Regions from separate parts of the Pan troglodytes genome. Here region 2 is linked to region 1. The links are chromatin contacts, called in public HiChIP or PLAC-seq maps. All regions are on one chromosome and are shown on one strand. Each heading gives the region's core, a stretch centred on a gene start, on an enhancer-like site or on the middle of the called end of the contact. The rest is flanking DNA. Distances are from core to core; before and after follow the strand shown. Region 1 holds the start of SLC38A10 (solute carrier family 38 member 10). Region 2 holds the start of BAHCC1 (BAH domain and coiled-coil containing 1).

Region 1 (6,448 bases), core at 3,645-6,144:
ACACGCGTGCAACACACCGTCCACCCACACACGCACCACACGCACGCGTGCAACACACCGTCCACCCACACGCGCACCACACACGTGTGCAACACACCGTCCACCCACATGCGCACCACACACACGCGTGCAACACACCGTCCACCCACACACGCACCACAACGCGTGCAACACACCATCCACCCACACACACACGCGTGCAAACCACCCAGCCACACACGCACCACACACGCATGTAACACACCATCCACCCACACAGGCACCACACACGCGTGCAACACCATCCACCCACGCACACATGCGTGCAACACACCATCCACCCACACACACACCACACACACCATCCACACACACACTAAACACACACACGCACCACACAATCATACACAGCCATACACACCACACACACTATACATAGACACACACACATTATACATACCCCACAAATGCCACACACACGTGCACACAACCACAGACACATGCACCATACACACACCACAGACATAACACATCCCACACATACCACACACACATCATACACACACCCCCCCAACATCTCTTCTTGCTCTGTCCAGAGGGAACCCAGGCGCCACAAGCATACCCAGCACCCAGATCTTGGCCGCTAACTCCCCTTCCCTCAGGAGGTTGCCTCTCCCAGAAACCAGGGCTCCTGGGGAAATGGCGAGCCCAGCCTGGGCAGGAAAAGCACAAGAACATCCCAGGGAGCCGGGAAGCAAGAATGCTGGGATCACATCAGGGACACACGGAAGGACCCAGGGGCCAGCCAACAGGGCTCCCACAAGGCCAAGCCTGGGATACCCTGAGCATCTCAATAGTGAGTCAGGGGTCCTGACCCACAGAATAAGATAGGAACCCTGAGCCCATACTGCTGGAGGCTGACCGAAAGCTCACTAAGGCCCAGGATACTCAGTGTGAAAGACACCCCCATCCCCACAAAGCACTCACCAGGTCCACAGAAGAGGTGGCTGCGGCGGTGAAGCCTAGCCCAGCAGGCGACGGGAAGCTCAGGAGCCCTGGGCCCCATGGCCACTGTGCACCACAGATGGGATGCAGTGTCCAAAAGGCTTCACTTCTGTGACAGGGACACATGGCCTGAATCTCAGCGTGACGGTGGCCAGCAGCATTGCGGCCCCCTAAGGTGTGCACCCCTCATACCGGAACCCATGAATGTGACCTCACTTGGCAAAAGGGACTTTGCAGATGTGATTAAGGTTAGACCTTGAGATGGGAGATGATCCCAGATTATCTAGATGGGCTCCATCTAATCGCACAAAACCTTAGGGTTGGAAAACCTTCCTCAGCTGGGCCGGAGATGGGACAGGAGGACTGGCTCCTCTCCATGGGGAAGTTAGGGAAAGGGGCTGTGAGCCAGGGAACCGGAGGCCTTCAGAAGCTGGGGACAGCTTCAGGGGGCAGCCGGCAAGAAAACAGGAACCTTGGTCCTGCGACCCTAAGGAGCTGGACTCAGCCAACAACCAAAGAGCAGGAAGCCAGCTGTCTCCCGGAGCTTCCAGAAGGCAGGCAGCCTGCCGACACCTTGATCTGTGCTGGACTTCTGACCTCCAGAGCCCAGGCGTAACGAATTTGTGTTGTTGAAGCTGCTTAGTTTGTGGTAATTTGTTTAATGAAAAACTACAGCAATGAGGAGACATCAAACCCACATCGAAGGACACAGAGTTGGTTATTATCGAGCACCGAAACTCCTCAGAACAGCTAAATAGGAAAACGAGCAAAAATGAGTAAGCATTTCACAGAAGAAAAATGGACAATAAAAATACGAATAAATAATTCACCTAATTTGTAATGAGAACAAATTAGAGCCACAAAGAGCTTCCATTTCATTCACCGGACTGGCCAAACTAACAATAACCAAATGTTGGAGCAGAGGCCCACAAGCTAAGCCCTGAGGCCGCACTGGGCCAGCTGCTCTTTTTGTAAATAAAGTTTTATTGGAACACAGAGAGGCCCACTTGTTTACATATTGTCTCTGGCTGCTTCTGATCTGCAATGGCAGAACTGAATATTTGTGAGACCATTTGGCACTGCGAGAGACTAATGACACAACTGAATATTTGCGAGAGACCATTAGGCCCGCAAAGCAAAACATATTTACTATCTGACTCTTAATAGAAAGTTTGCCAACCTTTGCTGTAAACCAGGAAGAGCTCTTATAGCTACTTTGAAGAGCAATTTGGCAAGATCTAGTAAAGTCATTTAGGTATGCATACGCATACTCTGCAGTTCCACTTGTAGGTGTTTACCCTAGAGAGACTTGAACAAACACATGTTCAGGAGACAAATCTGTTCACTGGATCACTGTCTCTGAGGCAAGTGACTGGACACAACTCAGGTGCCCTCGGCAGGAGAATGGATGCGGATCTGGGCTATTTAAGTAACGGAGTTCCACAGAGCAGCAAGAATGAGACTCAGAGCACATGCAACATGATGGCAATTCTTGTGAACAAAGTTGAATTGGCCGGGTGTGGTGGCTCATGCCTGTAATCCCAGCTCTCAGGGAGGCAGAGGCAGGAAGACGGCTTGAGCCCAGGAGTTTGAGACCTGCCTGGGCAATACAGCGAGACCCCGTTCTCCACAAAAAAGAAAAAAAAAAAGACAAAAAAAGAAATTTAAGTGTGACAAAGTTGAATGACAAAGAAAGTTGTAGAATAGCACATATATGTAATTCAATTCTTACAATAGTCCAAAATGCAAAGGTGCCCCATCCCAATACACTACTGAACTAGGTAGGCTACAGCTTTGGGTTCATGAAACAGAGTCCAAAATCATGGTGAGTGCAAGGAGCAGGTTTGTCTCTCCCTCCCAGAGCAGCTGGGAGGAGGCAGTCGTGGATGGGCATGGTGGCTTGGCTCCATGAGTTGTCCAGGGATCCAGAATCCTTCTAGCTTGGTGCTCCACTCTGCCACGGTATCACCCTTGTCTGCACTGTCCAAGACGGCTTCCTACCATCGTGTCTAGGTTCCAAACAGCATGATGAAGGAGCGAAAGACCCCCTCCTAAGAAAGACCTAGAAGTTTCTCCTGTCATTTCTGCTTCTTATTGTCCAAAACTTGGTCACATAGCCAGCCCTACCTGCAAGGGACACTGGCAAGTGTATTCTTTTTTTTTTTTTTTTGAGACGGAGTCTCACTCTGTCGCCAGGCTGGAGTGCTGTGGCGTGATCTCGGCTCACTGCAACCTCCGACTCCCTGGTTCAAGCGATTCTCCTGCCTCAGCCTCCTGAGTGGCTTGGATTACAGGCACACACCATCACGCCCGGCTAATTTTTGTATTTTTAGTAGACAGAGTTTCACCATATTGGCCAGGATGGTCTCGATCTCCTGACCTCGTGATCCACCCACCTCGGCCTCCCAAAGTGCTGGGATTACAGGCGTGTGCCACCGCGCCCAGGCTTTTTTTTTTTTTGAGACAAAGTCTTGCCCTGTTGCCCAGACTGGAGTGCAATGGCACGATCTTGGCTCACGGCAACCTCTGCCTCCCAGGTTCAAGCGATTCTCTTGGCTCAGCCTCCCAAGAACCTGGGATTACAGGTGCGTGCCACCACGCCTGGCTAATTTTTTGTATCTTTAGCAGAGATGGGGTTTCACCATGTTTGCCAGGCTGGCCTCAAATTCCTGACCTCGTGATCTGCCTGCCTTGGCCTCTCAAAGTGCTGGGATTACAGGTGTGAGCCGCCATGCTCGGCTGGAAGTGTATTTTTTTATCCTAGGTAGTCATACGTGCAGGCCAATTCCTATTAATTTGGAAAATGGAATAAACGAATATTAAGAGACAGTCAGCTGGGCGCGGTGGCTCACGCCTGTAATCCCAGCACTTTGGGAGGCCGAGGTGAGCAGATCGATTGAACCCAGGAGTTTGAGACCAGCCTGGACAACATGACAAAATCCCATCTCTACAAAAAAAGTGAAAATTAGCTGGGCATGGTGGCACACACCTATAGTTTCAGCTACTAAGGGCCTGAAGTGGGAGGATCACTTTAGCCCAGGAGAGAAAGGCTGAAGCAAGCTGAGATTGTGCCACTGCACTCCAGACTGGGTGACAGAGTGAGACTCTGTCTCAACAAAAAAAAAAAAAAAAAAGAGAGACAAATAGTCTTCCCCATAATTGTTTAGGGATATATCCATATATGGTAAACCTTTAAAGAAAAGTAATGAATTGATGGAATCTGGATCGTGATGTCTCAGGATAGCAGGGAAGAGGGGAAGAAGGTGCTGGAACTGGGGAGGAACTGAAAGGGAGGATCTAAGTCTTCGGTAATATTTTGTTCTTAAAGCTCAATAGCGGGTCCATGGTATTTGCTATTTGTGAAAACATACACGTAAGTTTCCCAGCCTACCTTGCACGCATAACATTTGATGAAAATTACATAATAAAAAGGAGGTTATGGAATGTGTATGCCATTTCATTTATATAAAAGTAAATGGGCTGGGTGCGGTGGCTCATGCCTGTAATCCCAGCACTTTGGGAGGCCGAGGTGGGCGATCACCTGAGGTCGGGAGTTTGAGACCAGCCTGGCCACCATGGTGAAACCTGGTCTCTACTAAAAATACAAAAATTAGCCGGGTGTGGTGGTGGGAGCCTGTAATTCCAGCTACTTGGGAGGCTGAGGCATGAGAATAGCTTGAACCTGGGAGGTGGAGGTTGCAGTGAGCCAAGATCACACCACTGCATATACAGCCTGGGCGACAGAGCAAGACTCTGACTGAAGAAAAAAAAAAAAAAAGAACGCAGGCATTTGTTATTTTGCCTGCGTATTTAATTAGTCTTTACCCAGGCATTTCCTCCTGTTCTCCTGAAGGTGGGGCACAGCCTTACTTGGTGGCTGCACTGCCAGTGCCTGAGGAACGGGCCTCTGTTCTAAGACACCTGGTCCTGCAGGTGCTGCAGACACGGGCTCCTTTCCTCCGCCGTCCTCCCCCAGCAGCCTGGAATCACTTGCTGCTTCCCAGCCATTCGGTCTACGCGCTCATTCAGCAGACTCAGAGTGAGCAGCTAGGTGCCAGGAATCCACAGATCTATCAAGACCCTTCTCTGTTCTCTCCTCTCCCCGGTCTCCATTTCTACCCGAGGAATTCTCATTTGTCCTTCAAGCTCCAGCCTAGAAGCCACCTCCTTCTGGAAGCCCTCCCGGGTTTCCCTGGTCATGTAAGACTCCACCTCTCCTGTCCCCTCCAGGAATGTCCCTTGCTCTTTTCGTGTGAAAAGGTGAAGTTCAACATTGCCACTGATCTGGGCGCAGTTCTGAAGGGCACCGCCTCCCCTTAGAGCTGTGTGGCCTTAGCGGAGTGGCCGAGCCTCTCTGTGCCCAGCGTTTCATTCCTACCTCCTAGGTGCTAATTCCTCACAACAGACTATTTTTCGGCTGAGGCAGTCAGGGCCCCCGCCCCCGTGCCCTGGCGCCAAGCACTCGCCCCAGAATCGGTCCTGGGAATAAAGGTCAAAAAGGAACCCTTAAACCCGCTCCTCCCCGGAAGGCACAGCGCCTCCCCTTCTCTCCAGCCCGCGACTGCCCATCTAAACCGAGGCCTCGCGGGGCGAGTCCCTTGTCCTCCAGCTCGTTGAACTGGGGCCCTGGGCACAGGTCGGCTGGACCAGCTTGGCGAACCGGACAGCTGCGAGACCCTCAGGTGCCCACCGGCCCAGTTTCCGCCCGCCCCTCCGGGCCCGCCTCTCATTGGCTCGCGTCCCACCAAACCCTACCCCCTGGCCGTCACTTCCGGGCAACGGAGCCCGTGGAAGGCGGAAGTGTGAGCGCCGCGGCGGCAGCTGAGTTGGGCTGAGGTGTCCCTAGCTGGCTCCGCGGCTCTTCCGGGTCTGGGCTCGGAGATTCACAGGCGGCCCGCGAGACCGAGCGAGGGACGCATGGCCCTAAGGCGGCCGCAGGGCTTGGCGGGGTCCGGAGGTTGACCTCGCCCCCGCAGCCGGCCTTCGAGGCTGCCTCCTCCAGGCAGCCTCTGGGGCCCGCGCCCGCGCCTGCTCAGGCTCCCGTGTTCAGGCTGCCCATCCCCTCCCCACCGGCGTCCCGGACGTTGGGACCTGTGACCGTGGCCTCGGGCTGGGCTTCCAAAGCCGGCCTTTCGCCCCGGGCCCCTAGACCTCTCACTATGACCGCGGCCGCCGCCTCCAACTGGGGGCTGATCACGAACATCGTGAACAGCATCGTAGGGGTCAGTGTCCTCACCATGCCCTTCTGCTTCAAACAGGTGAGTCCGGTGGGCCCAGAGATCACCGCCCTCGCCTCCCCCGCAGAGGGGGCGTCTGGCCGGGTCGTCCTGGTTAAAGTTCCCGCCGGGGCAGGGCTTCGCTGGGCGGGTGCAGGCGGCCGCGGGCGGGGCGACCCTCTGGGTCCCGGCGCAGTTCCCGTAGAGAATCCGTGGATGAGAAGCGCACGGCGTTGGCCCTGGCAGCC
Region 2 (6,168 bases), core at 2,366-4,865, 100 kb before region 1:
CCCCCTCTCCCCACCTCATGCCGAGGTCCAGCTTTTACTGCATTCCGCTTAACCGAATAACCATGCTAATTAAGCGAGTAATTTTATTGATTGTAACTCAAGAGTTTTTTTTTTTTTTAATAACCTTCCTTTTCTCCCCACTCCCATCCCCCTCATGCATCTTTCGGCCCATTCTTCTGAATCCACCGTGGTCCCCGCTCCCCAGCCCCAGCGGGACCAGCTCCTGTCCCTAGCATCGCGCTAGGACCCCAGGCCGGCTCCTCAGAGCCCCGGGGGCCCGCAACCGCCACCGGCATCACCTGGGCCGCCACGCCGCAGTGCCCGGCCTGCTGTCCCGGAGCCGGGAGCTTCCTGTTGAGGCTGTAACAATCACCCCGCCCCCCAATCAAATTCGCCCAGGATCTTCCTCTGCGGATTGGGGGCTTGGGGGTGTGTTGGGGGGGGATGCTTTCAGAGTCAGAATGCTCTCTCTCAACGGCCCAAATCGGCCCTGGGATTTCTTCCTTCAGCGCCTGCCGGGGACCGCGAGCAGAGGCCGGTCTCTGCATGGCCGGGCGGCCTGGGTACGCGGGGTCTGCGGCGCCCAGCTCGGCCCTCTAGCCGGGGAAGGTGGGCCCGGCCCAGCACAACCTTCTGCCAGCAGACCCTGCCCGGACCTCCGGCCACCTAAAATAACCCTCACCTCCATTTTCTTCCACCCCCACCCAACGCGGAGCATCCACTCAGGCGAAATTGGGGACAATTTCAGACTCTGGGTGCGGAGGGTCGGAGCCAGTGATAGAAGCTGCGTGCACCACCGTGCTCCCAGGCGTCCCTCCGAAGGCGCTCCCTGGACGCACTTCACGTATTACTCCTCATCTTCTAAATACGTATTGTTTTAATGTTTATCACCTCCAACAAAAGGGAGATGGATAGGCTTGATATTCCTAATTAGGAACTTTGCGGAAAACCTTGTGTTTTTGTAGCCATTCCACCATGACAACAAAGCGATTAAGATGTTTTCCATCTACTGAATACCTTTTTAAATTGCGATATTTTATGGTCCGGGTTCTAAAACGTCTTATTTGCAGACTATTTTGTGTCTGATTTAATCTATAACCGAAAACATAATGTATTAAGTGAATACATATTTGCTCAACTGATAAGCTTTTTTAATATTTATTCGGAGAGCTTTTGCATTGTAAATAAATGGGTCTACACAAAGAGTTCTCTTTGTCTGGCAACTACATACAAGGCGTTTGGGGCTCCCTTCCCTCTGGGGATCGCCAGCTCTCTCCCCGGGTCTAACAAATAGTTCGGCTCCCAAGCCCCGATCCCGGCCTGCAAAGCGAGCGCCCGGCCGCCAGGGCCCGGAGAGTGCTCTGGCGAGGGGGCTGCGAGCGCCGGGGTCAGGGGAGGGGCTGCCCGGCCTGGACTAGGGACGTGGGGGCCCCCAGCCCCGGCCGGCGCCTCCCGAGCCCCGGAGGGCGCCGGGCGGGACAAAGGGAAAGAAGGAAAGGGAGGGAGGTCAGAAACCTGCAGCTTCAAAGGCGCCGAAGGCCGGAGAGGGGCCGGGGGCTGCGCACGCGGGGGTGCCAGGCTTCCTGGCGGCCTCCAGGGAGTCGTGTGTGCTGTGCTTTTGTTTTGTGGTTGTTTTTTTTTTTTTTTTTTCTTCTCTCCAATGAGAAATTTCAACGTTGAGAAAGCGCGAGCTGCCGGCGATTCTCGGGACGCGGGCTCGGCTACGAAGCAACAATTTTAATCTCCCACCCCCTGCGGGCGGATCGCAGGCCCGATTGTTCCTTTCTCACCAGCCTGCTCGACTTTTTAAGCAAACAGGAGGTGGATTACTGTCGCCTGCCTGCGCCGCCACGGCTCTGACCGGATTGGAGAGAGCTTTTCTTTGTGTTCTCTCCTCCCGGGGAGAGGCCGCGCCGCGCCTCCGGGTCTGCCCGCGCCGGGCTTCGGGGGCCTGGGGAGCCTGAGGCGGCCAGGAAGCGGGGCGAGGAAGGGCGGCCACACGGCCCGAGCTGGGAGCCCCACAGTCCCGCAGCGGCGACGCCGCCACCCGCCGAGTGCCGAGGCCCGGGGCCCACTCCCAGCCCAGCTCCAGGAGAGGCCGCGCCGGAGGACCGCGAGGACGGCGCCGCAGCGCCAGGTCGGGCTGAGCTAAGGGAGGAAATGGAGCGAAAAGTGGCGGCGGGCAGAAGGCCCCGGGCGGGCGGAGAATCGCTGACGAGGGCATTTCGGGAGGAACTGAACCTAGGAGCACAAGGCTCCCTCCCGGGAAGGCAGGGCGTGACCCCGGAGCCGCCGGTCCCTCTTGCCGCGGCCCCAGGCGTGGCTGGCGCGCTCCAGGATCTGGAGCTTCTACAAGTTTGCTTTGTTTCCTGCTTTTGCATCTAAAAACCCGCTCTCTCCTCGCCCGCCTGCCGGAGACCAGGACTCTGGCCCGTCTGCCTCCCTCCGGCGTGGTCTCCGGGAGCGCGGGCGCGGTGGGGCCTGCAGGCCGGGCTGGGACCAGGCGCGCCCTGGGGCGCGAGTGGCTCGGCCGTCGCCGCAGAACCCGCTCCCTGCGAAACAGCCGCACCCGCTCCCTGGGAGAGTCATGAGAACTGGGGTCGCGCCTGACCCCCGCGCCCGAAGAAAACCAGCCCGTGGACCCCGCCACACGGGCCGTGACCCGAGCCCCGCGCGCCGTCCCGAACGCGCGCGGTGAAAACGCCCCGCTGCGCCGGCCTTGCTCGGTCCCCCTCCTCCACCCCCACTTCTCCGGAAAAAAAAAAAATTCTGAATTGGGAACGAAGACCCGAAAAACTCGCCATGACCATTCCCCTCCCCGGCCCCTAGCTTCGGCCCGGAAGGCCCCTCAGGGCAGCGGCCGTGGGTACCACGACCCGGCCAGTTCCCCTCGCCGCGGACCGACCGGGCAGGGCCAACCCAGGACTGTTCCGGGGAGGGGAGCAGGGTAGGGGAGCGAATGTTGGGGTCCGTTCGTGGGTCACCCAGAACTGGGCGCACGCTGGCGGCGCCCGGACTTCGCCGACTGTCCGCCCGGTGCCACCCGCGCGGCTCGCGCCAGACGCAGCCTGGCGGTCCCTGTCCTGTCTCGACTATTTGTTTTTAATGCTGGGTGTCGATCGAGACAACAAGCGCTCAGAGCAAAGCAAGGATGCATTACGGGGGTAATTTTAAACCGATCGATAAGATTTTTCAGAGAAAAAAAATCGCTCATAGTCCATATTTTTTAAGAAAAAAAAAAGCCTCAACATTTTAACGGATTTTGTTAAAAGGGAAGATATATACTTCTTAACATCACAATCCTGAATTTCTTTTGCTAAAAAAATGTAAAACCCCAAAGCCAGAATAAAAAATAAAATAATAATAAAAATACAAAAACAAAAAAAAATGAAAGCAATTTCAGTTACTTACTGGAGGCTGTTTCCTGGATACAACTGAATGCAATACAATTAAATCAGTAAATGTGACTTTGTTTTGTATTCCTATTGGTATTTTCAATGTGCTGACTGTTGCACTGTAAATGCACCGCTTCCACAACAACGACTCTAGCGAGCCCATCCAGAGCGGCTCTCAAACCTGCAGCCTGGCGCGGCGAGCCACGGGCCCTGCATACTAATAAGCTCGTGCCACTCAGCCCGGAACAGCCAGCGCGCTGATTGGCCGCGCAGCCCTCCACGGCCGGGAGCTCGTGCCACTCATTCGGCGTAAACAGGCCTCCCAATAGGCTGGCGCCGGGCCAGGGAACTGCCAATCAGGAAGCAGCGGGGCTACTACCAAGCCCGATGGCGCCTAATTCAAGCCCGGCGACTGCGCAGCTCCTCTGCGCAGATCATTGCTGCTGAATGGGAATGTGGTGGCGCAGGGCGGGAGAGGGAGCTGGAGCGAGCGAGTGCGCGTGTCCCGGCGGAGGGGGAGGCGTAGACACAGACACAGACACACACACACATATATGTTTAATCCAGCAGGTCTAACGTTTGGCTTCTGCTGCACAGAAGGCCAAGGGAAGAAACACCACCACCCCTTAAAAGTAGCTGCTTTTTCTCCCTGGAATCTGTCTGGCAGGTGGCAGGTAGGCCAGACCTCCAAGCCCAGAGGCCTCCCCAGGTTGCCTGGCCCATCTACCGCTCTGAGGCTGCTGCCTGCCCGGACCCGAGTTCGCGGATGCACGCACGCACGCCCGCTGCTTGGGCAGCAAAAGCTTTGAATAGCCCGTCCGGCTCTCTCCTCCCCATCACCTGGGGATCAGACCCTGGGAAGTGAGTTCTGAGTCTCCAGCCGTCTACATTACTGGCTCTCAATTTTATCTCCCTCTGCCACACTTTGCAACAGAGCAGCTACTAAAATGAAAATCAGGGATTTATTGAGAAGACAAGGATTGCCCTTTCTTCATCTACACCTAGATTTAGAAAATATTTTCAGTTTGGTAATGGGGGAAGCGGGTATGGTGTGGTAAACCATGTATAGTATTTCTCAATGCTGCTCCCTGTCTGCCTATCTGCTAAATCCTCACTCCAACTAAAGCAAGCCACTGAACAATTTTTATCGTAATCAGATGCAAACCACTTCTAAAATATTCCGCAAACAAATATTTCTGTTAGAATTTGGTTTCCCACCCAAATGCTATTTATTCTCAGGGAGTCGAGGTGATGTCTTAGTGGCGATGGATACATTTATTTTTGCTCCTCTTTCTCCATGTGAATCTCTGCCTCCCCCTCGGGGGGAAAAAAGGATATTTAAACTGGGAGCCAACTGACAGATTCACACGCATTCGAAATTCTCCACCGTCTCATTCCGGCAGGGACACGAAAGAGTTAAACTCAAAGCCTGTTGTCTCTCTGTTTCCCCGCCCCCACTCCCGCTCCCGCAGGACCGCTGGGATTGGTTGGCACTCCGCCAGCGGACTGTCCATCACCGAGTGTAAACAAGGCGCTGATTGGCTGTTGTCCAGTCCGCACTGGGCCTCCTGAAAAAAGCAATTACTGGCTCCGCGGTTTCAAGGCGGCCCAAGGCCGCTTGATGAAAGGAGATAAGCTGGGGACCGTTTCCAGGATCCCCGCGGGCCGACCGGGGCAGCCCGGGAGCCGAGGTGCGGCGGAGAGCCCGCGGATCAAAGGAATCTGGAGAGAAAGGGGAAGCGGGCGGCCGGCCCCGGCCGGCCTTCCCCCCCGCAGGCCACGCCGACCTGGGGTGGGGGGCTGCGGGCCGCGGGCGGGGACTCCGGGATTTCCCGCCTGCCTGAGTCGGGGCCTACGCCGGCGCCCGCTTCGGGCGGCGCGGCCGGGAGGGGAGCTCCGGAGAGCCCGGGGCTCGCAGGTAAGCGCCGGCGCTCCGCGGGCCGGGCCGGGGACGCAGGACAAGGCGCGGGGCCCACCCCGGCTGGCTCGGGAGTGGCGGTCGCGCGGGCCCGGGTCCCGGCTCCGGCGTCTCCCGGCTCCGGCGGCCGGGACCCCCCGCGGCCGAGCCCCGGGCCAGGCCCCAGGCCGGCGCCTTCGGAAGCGACGTCTGGCGGGCCGCGGGGCCCGAGGGGGAGAGCCGGGAAGCGTAAATCCCCGAAGCGCGCGGAGATCCGATTAGCGCGCGGCTATTCATTAGGCTGGGGGCGATTGAATTAGGTCCCTGGGCGCGGTCGCCGGCTGGGGGTTTGTGGCGCCGACCCCCGGGCTCTTGCCATGGCCTCGGGAGGCTGGAGCCGCGAGCAGCGGCCCCAGCGAGTGTGTCGGGGAAGCGGGTGCCTCCGGGTCCCGGCCCCGCGGGTACAGGCGGAGGCTGCCCGCTTCCCGCGTACACCGAGGACGGCCGGCCCGGCTCCGGAGAAATGGCGCTTGAGAAAGGAGGGGAAGGGAAGGTTCCCGGACCCTGGGCAGGGACCGGTCGCCGGGGACCCGCGGAGCCCTCCGGGGATGGAGGAGGCGCGAGCTGGAAGCGGCGCGCGAGCCCGAGCGCGGGGCTAACACCGTGGGGCCCAGTGTCTCCTGGCTCGGGTAAGTGGACGCGCCCCGAGGCCCCGGGTCCACGCAGGGCGCCCCTCGCAGACGGCGCGTTTCCTACTCTCCTAAGGAACCGAGTTCCCATCACTGCCTCCGATGAGCCTGTTTCCGGATCAGGAACCTTTTTCAAGTTAATTTTTAAAGCCTCATTTGAATTTTTTAATATAGGAAAATACGTATA

The links. HiChIP or PLAC-seq counts read pairs in DNA pulled down with a chosen protein or histone mark.
Region 2: an H3K4me3 HiChIP or PLAC-seq map of stem cell-derived excitatory neurons shows a contact between it and region 1, with 2.8 times the contacts expected there. The contact joins the promoter of BAHCC1 here to the promoter of SLC38A10 in region 1. A contact is called at or near these places in 1 of 7 Hi-C or Micro-C datasets (stem cell-derived neural progenitor cells) and 1 of 1 datasets of contacts at active chromatin or transcription factors (stem cell-derived excitatory neurons).

The regions. Positions count from the first base shown.
Region 1 is chr19:94,692,443-94,698,890 of NHGRI_mPanTro3-v2.0_pri, reverse strand. It overlaps SLC38A10 (solute carrier family 38 member 10), which reads left to right and starts at 4,894. Exons shown (of 16, transcript XM_016933156.3): 1 at 4,894-6,242. The coding sequence starts at 6,144.
Region 2 is chr19:94,794,732-94,800,899 of NHGRI_mPanTro3-v2.0_pri, reverse strand. It overlaps BAHCC1 (BAH domain and coiled-coil containing 1), which reads right to left and starts at 3,615. Exons shown (of 29, transcript XM_054670764.1): 1 at 3,412-3,615.